Linked DNA regions of Sus scrofa: region 1 is linked to region 2. A link is a contact called in public Hi-C data. All regions are on one chromosome and are shown on one strand. The core of a region is the stretch at or near the end of the contact, and the rest is flanking DNA. Distances in the headings are between cores, read along the strand shown. Region 1 has its middle 13 kb from the start of COPS8. Region 2 overlaps ASB18 (ankyrin repeat and SOCS box protein 18).

Region 1 (3,112 bases), core at 204-2,703, 740 kb after region 2:
GAAAGACCCCAGGAAGACCGAGCTTTGGTGGCCCACTGTCACCAGTCTGCAGCATGGCCTGGGATCGATTTCTTTCCCAGTTCCCTGTCTCTGTTTCCAGGGATCGAGAGCAGAGATCTGTCTCCACTCACAGGCTTTGCGATAGCACCTGGATGCACCTGTTCTTAGCATCACTAGCCATGGGACAAGTGGGCCTGGAGTGGAGGCGTCGTAAACATATAGCACTGACCTAAAGGTTTCCTGTCAGAACACCCCTCACCCAAAAAAAAGGACGTGAATCTCATCCAGGTTTTAGGTTTAATTGCCCTTTTACATGAAATGTGGGAATTAGACAAACAGGGTAAAACACCCCACTAAGACAGTCTGCCAAATCTAGAATGTGGGGACTTTAGCGGAACCAGTGAGTGAGTTTCCTTAGAAAAAAATCACTGACATAAAAAGAGTGGTGCAGATGGTGACGGGGAGGCGAGGACCTCTACGACTGGACTTTCAGGCAGACACAGTTGTGCCGAGAACTACAAAAAGAATGTGTACAAAAATAAATCTCTTTAAAGGCATCAGAAAAGGTCTCCGATGGCTCGGAGGGTTAAGGATCCAGTGTTGGTCACCGCTGTGACCTGTGTGGCTACTATAGCTCGGGGTTAGATCCCTGGCCCAGAAACTTCACATGCCCCAGGTGCAGCCCCCTAATAAAGATGCTTAAGAAATAGGGAGAAAAGGCATCAGCTTCTGAAGAAGGAGGAATTGAAGAGCCAAGACTCGAGAGAATCATAAGGTTATCGGCAGCAGCAGCAGCCTGACAGCCTGGGGTTAGCCAGGTGCCCATAAGCATAAACTGGAGGATGCTGGAGAGCATTTAAACTGAAGTGCAGAAAGAAAATGCAGCTTGCTGGAAAGAGCACTAGAGACGGTAGCACCCAGCAAAGAGACAGACCGTGTGTGCAGTCAGAACCCAAGAAGAGCGAGAAAATAAAGCCGGAAAACTGCTTGAGGAAGTACTGGCCAGGGAGTTTCCAAAACTGATGGAAGAAGTCGAGACACATTCAAACAGCTGAGAAAACCCCACACAGGATAAATACAAAGACTTCCACACCCTGACACATCACAGTAAAACTGCTAAAAGCCAAAATCAGAAAATACTAAAAGTATGGGCGTGGGGGAAGGGAGGGGTTCTCTTCAAAGCAGCAGCAGTAAAGCCAGAAGACCGTAACGTGGCATTTTAACGTGTTAAAGAAATCTGAACTGCTGCCATACGGGGGGGCACACTGTTAACTTTCAGTCTTCCTTGTTAAGTTTAAGTGTTGGGAAACACTCCATGCAGATACTGGTGTAGCTCTGGTAGCTTCGAAAAAGTAGACGTCGAGGCGCAAAGCAATATTAGAGAAGGACGTTCTGTGGGAAGGGGCCTTGGCTTCCTGTTGCTGCGGTAGCAGGTTACCACACACGTGACGGTTTGAAACAGCAGGGTGTGCATCTGTCAGCTTACAGCTGTGTCGTTCGGAAACCTGAGCTGGGTCTTGCAGGCTCACGTCAGCTGACAGCAGGGCTGCGTTCCTGCTGGGGGTGGCGGGGACGATCTGTCCCCTGCCCTTTCCAGCTTCGGGAGGCCACCTACCTTCCTTGGCTCCTGGCTCTCTTCCTCCATCTTCAAAGCCAGCAACGCTGGGCCAAGCTCTTCATTCTGCCCCCCAGCCTGGTGGTCACATTGGTCCCTGTTTTAAAATAGACTGATGAGCAACCTTCACTGTATCTGCTGTCTTAATTTCTCTGTTTTGTGTAACCCAGCATGTGCACAGGTTCCAGGGCTTACGATATGGACGGGTTTAGGGGCATCCTTCCTGTTACAGGGATTGGTCCTGCAGCCAGGCATGTGTAATTCTAAATGTGTAATCTCAATCTCAGATTCTGTCTGATCAAGCAAAATTGACAGCTGCAAGGAGAGTCCTCTGCAGTCATGGTGGGGCTGGGGAGCAGGTGCCGAGACAGAGCAGAGCCCCTGTAATTAAAACAGCAGGGCACTGGCGTGTGAGGAGCAGCTGGCCTGGTAGGCTAGACTAGAGGTGAGAGACCCGAATAAACGTCAGGTTGTTCTAGAGTGTAGAGGTGGCAGCTGAGGTCACTGGGCTAAAAGTGGACTTCACTAGATGGCTCTGGGAGAGCTGGTGAGCCCTTGGGAAAAGACAGAGCCCAGTTACATAAAGTTCAAATAGAGCAAGGATCTTGATGTAAAAAAGTAGAACCACGCCGGTGCCAGAAGAAAAACGAGCGAGTGCTCCTTTGACCTAGGTGAAAGGAAAGGCTTCTGTGGCTCGAAATTCTGTTTAAAAGAATAATGATCAATTTGGGTACATAAAAATAAAACACTTGCAAGCCAATAAAAGAAAACCCAAACAGATGTCTGACAAAGGAGGAAATACTACAACGTAAAGGGCTGGTAATATTCCTAATATATAAATTGTGGGAATTGGAAAAACAAAATGATTGGAGAAAATGACAAAAGACGTAAACACAACAATTCACAAAAATTTCACGAAAGTGGCTTTTTATATATGTTCAACTTTATTTATAATAAGAGCAGTGCAAATTAGAGACTCTGAATTAACCCATCCATTGGCAAAAACCAAGGAGCATAACTGTGCGTTTTGTTGCCAAGCTCTGGGAAGACAGGTTCTCATGCTTTGCTGGTGGGAGTTGACATTAGAACGTTCTTATGAGGGGCTGGGGGGGGATTGGTGACATCTAAGGACTGTGTAAGCATTTGCTTTTTATCCTAGCAATCTAATTTTTAGGGATTTCCCCTGAAGATTCAACTCCCACAATATAAAAAAAAATACGCTATTGCAGCCTTGTTTCTAATTGTAAAATATTTCAAACAGTTCGTGTATATAACTTGATTGTAAAATAATTGCTTATACATGAGCCCACGATGATATACCCATGTAAGGGAGTCCTGTGTATCTATCATAAAGAATGACGGAGCGATATTCAGGATATATTGTTTAAGGGGGAAAAAGAAGCAAAGTGCATAAAAATGCCTAGAGTGTGCTGTTTTTGTGTAAGGAAAGAAGAGACAATATACATGTACTTGCTCAGTGGGGAAATTACACACAGA
Region 2 (3,285 bases), core at 762-3,261:
TGGCATTTTTCACAGAACTAGAACAAATAATCTTCAAATTTGCATGAAACCATAAAAGACCTCAAATAGCCAAAGCAATCTTGAGAAAGAAGAACAAAGCTGGAGGTATCACACACCCAAACCTGAAACTATACTGCAAAGCTATAGTAATTAAAACAGCATGGTACTGGCACAAAACCAGACACATAGATCAATGGAGCAGAATAGAGAGCCCAGAAAACAAAAAACCATGAGCACATATGGCCAATGAATTTGCAAGAAGGGAGGCAAAAACATACAATGGGGAAATGTTTCTTCAATAAATGATGTTGGGAAAATTGACAGCTACATGCAGAAGAATGAAACTGGACCACTATCTTACACACGAGAATACAGTCAATAATATTGTGACAACTTTTTATCATGATGGATGGTAACTGGTCTTATTGCGGTGAACTTTTCCTAACGTATTAAAGTATCAATTCACTAGGTTATACACCCAAAGCTAATATAACATTGTATGTTAATTATAAATCAGTAGTAAAAAAGGATCCCATGGAAAGAGAACAATTACCTTAGGACCCTAATACACAGGAGCTCTTTGTCTTTCTTCCCACAAGCTGAACGACCTCCTCTACTTACGTGAACAACACTGTTTCCTGAACCAGCACTCCTGGTTGGGCTCCTCCTTGCCTGCTGAATGCCAATTCTGCCCACATATATTTTGCTTGGATCAAGCCATTTTTAGCTCATTTTTCTCATCCTCACTCTTCTCAGCTTGATTAAAAGGCAATGCACAGCTTTCTATGCCAGCTAGCCCACTAACAACATCACTGGGCAAGTTTGGTAACTACATAAGATGTGAAGGAGTCTATCACAGTTTGTATACCCTTGTTCTGCCAATCTCCTCCATCCCCGCTTCCTCTCTCTCTGGTGCAGCCACTAAAATCTTCCTCCCTGCTTTACCTCTTGTGTGGTTCCATGCATTCTCAGGCCTCGCCAGTTTTAGCTTCTACTTCAGGGCCTCGCCAGTTTCAGCTTCTACTTCAGGGAGTTTGTCAGGGACATTCTTCTGAACAAATTGGAGCCTTTCTTGAAAGATAGGGGTTCTGAGGAATGAAATTTCCTCCAAATTTAGTATTTTATTTTTTCAGACAGACTTTCAAATGGTGCCCATGTGATGGACGAACCTGGTACCTGTCTGATGCTGGACCACAGCAGAGTACTAAAGAAATGTAATTGCTGTGGCCTTTTATTGCAGAGTGTGGAGTGAACTTAGGGAAAGATAAAAATGCAAGCAGGAGAGGATGATACCTAACCTCCATCTGATGACTGAATGAGCAGACCGTATCTCTTAATAACTTTCCAGGGAGTCCACAGGATGTGAATATGGTTTTGTAAAGGACATTTCGGGGACTTCTAAGCATAATGTTTGGTCCACAGGAGACAAAAAAACTGGTTCTCCATACCAAGTCTTATATCGCTCGTAGTTCATAAGATGAAATTTTTGCTTCTGGATCAAATGAGATTAAAAAAAAATCAGAGTTCCCATCGCGGCTCAGCAGAAATGAATCTGACTGGCATCATGAGGATGCTGGTTTGATCCCTGGCCTCACTCAATGGGTCAAGGATCTGGTGTTGCCATGAGTTGTGGTGTAGGTTGGCAGACGCATTGCTCTGGCTATGGTGTAGGCCAATATTTACAGCTCTGATTCAACCTCTAGCCTGGGAACCTCCACATGCTGCAGGAGTGACCTAAAAAGACAAGACGAAAAAAAAAAAATCTACTTGAAATGATAATGAGATATACAAATGGTAGTGTTCAAATGGTAATTATTATTTTCATGTGATAGCAGGATCTTTGCATCCTGCCATTGAATGATGGATGGTTTTCTCTTTCTCAGAGGCCTCTGGGGATAAATTTGCCTGATACTCGGTAGAACAGCCCAGCAGAGCCTAAAATGTAGGGCAGATGAGTTTATCCGGGTCAGGCTGCTTACACAGGGCAGCGACTTTCCATGTGTTCCGGTCACGAGGCAGAGTTTCCTGGCGCTCTTCGGAAAGGTCAGCTGTGTGGATTCTTTCCTAGGCCATTGAGCAAATGTCTGCTTTCTTCTGGGGTCAAGTGTCCAACTATAAATGGACACATGAGGGCAGGAAGTCATTCCCCTTGGGGACATCGTGAGATTCTGAGCATTTTCTCAAACATGTCAATGGGTCCTGTCATCCTGGTCAATTTTCTGCTTCCTACATGAATCGTTCCTATAAATGGCTATGGACTGAATCCCATTGGGTCCTTTCCCAACACTCCTGCCACCGGGCACAACAGCCCCAGGTCTTACCGTATATTTACCTTCACACCTTTTTTGATCCTCGCTTTCATTATTTAGTTTCTAAATGCCACTCTGCCTTCATCCCCACTCCTTATAGCTTTTTTCTTTTTCTTTTTTGGCCACCCCATGGCATGTGGCGTTCCCTGGCCATGGATCAGATCTGAGCCACCGTTGCAACCTACAATGCAGCTGCGGCTGGATCCTTCATCCATTGTGCCAGGCCCGGGATTGAACCTGCATCCCAGCGCTCCGGAGACACCACCTGTTCTGTTGCACCACAGTGGGAACTCCTAGCTTTTTTAAATAAAAAAATTTAAATAATGAGCTGGCCAGGTATGTAAAGCTCTGCTTTTAAGGGCTCCTGGACCCATCCACCCATCCACCAGAGTTAGTCACGCAGACATTGACATAAAAAATGTTAAAGTGTCCAAACCTCCCCTCCAAACATCTCGTTTAACAACCCATTAAAACATGGCGCTTCCTCAGGTCAAGTGCATCATTAATAATGACTTAAATCGTCGGGACTGATTTTCCCCAGCCCGGTGCAGATCCTGGAAAGCCACAGAGTCCCTTCTCATTCTGAAGGTCATTTCAGCCAAAGGTCAAGTGCTGCTTCCATCCATCTCCCAGGAGGGCTGTTGGGGAGCTCAGAGGCGAAGGTGCCCTTGAATGCTGCCATCCACTGTGGCTTAGACCCAGCAGCCTGGTCCTTGGTGGGCACAGTCACAAGCACTAGCCCTGGAAGGACATTTATAGACTCCGGGGACAGTGCTGGAAAGCATGTCATTGAGACTTCCCCTGATAAAGGTGGTGAAGTTTCTTCACAACTGTCATGGGGATTTAATTACATGATAAAATTGCAGCTCCTGCCTCTTGAGACAAATTGCATGTTCAGACTGATTGTTTTTTATGAATCTCACACAGGGAGCAAAATACTTCTCTCTTGAAGTTGGTTTGGTCTGATTGTTATGCC

The links. A called contact is a pair of places that touch in the nucleus more often than the background predicts.
Region 1: a Hi-C map of skeletal muscle shows a contact between it and region 2, with 6 times the contacts expected there. The contact joins two enhancer-like sites. A contact is called at or near these places in 1 of 47 Hi-C or Micro-C datasets (skeletal muscle) and 1 of 2 datasets of contacts at active chromatin or transcription factors (skeletal muscle).

What each region holds. Positions count from the first base shown.
Region 1 is chr15:136,839,433-136,842,544 of Sscrofa11.1, forward strand. No RefSeq gene overlaps it. Among named protein-coding and RNA genes, the nearest start is that of COPS8, 13 kb to the left of the region's middle. Within about 2 kb of position 1,454, at least 11 of the 83 cell types and tissues checked have an H3K27ac peak or open chromatin away from gene starts, as enhancers often do. A contact at or near this core is called in skeletal muscle, where this site is marked.
Region 2 is chr15:136,101,145-136,104,429 of Sscrofa11.1, forward strand. All of the region lies in intron 1 of ASB18 (ankyrin repeat and SOCS box protein 18), which reads right to left. Among named protein-coding and RNA genes, the nearest start is that of ASB18, 13 kb to the right of the region's middle. Within about 2 kb of position 2,012, at least 1 of the 83 cell types and tissues checked has an H3K27ac peak or open chromatin away from gene starts, as enhancers often do. A contact at or near this core is called in skeletal muscle, where this site is marked.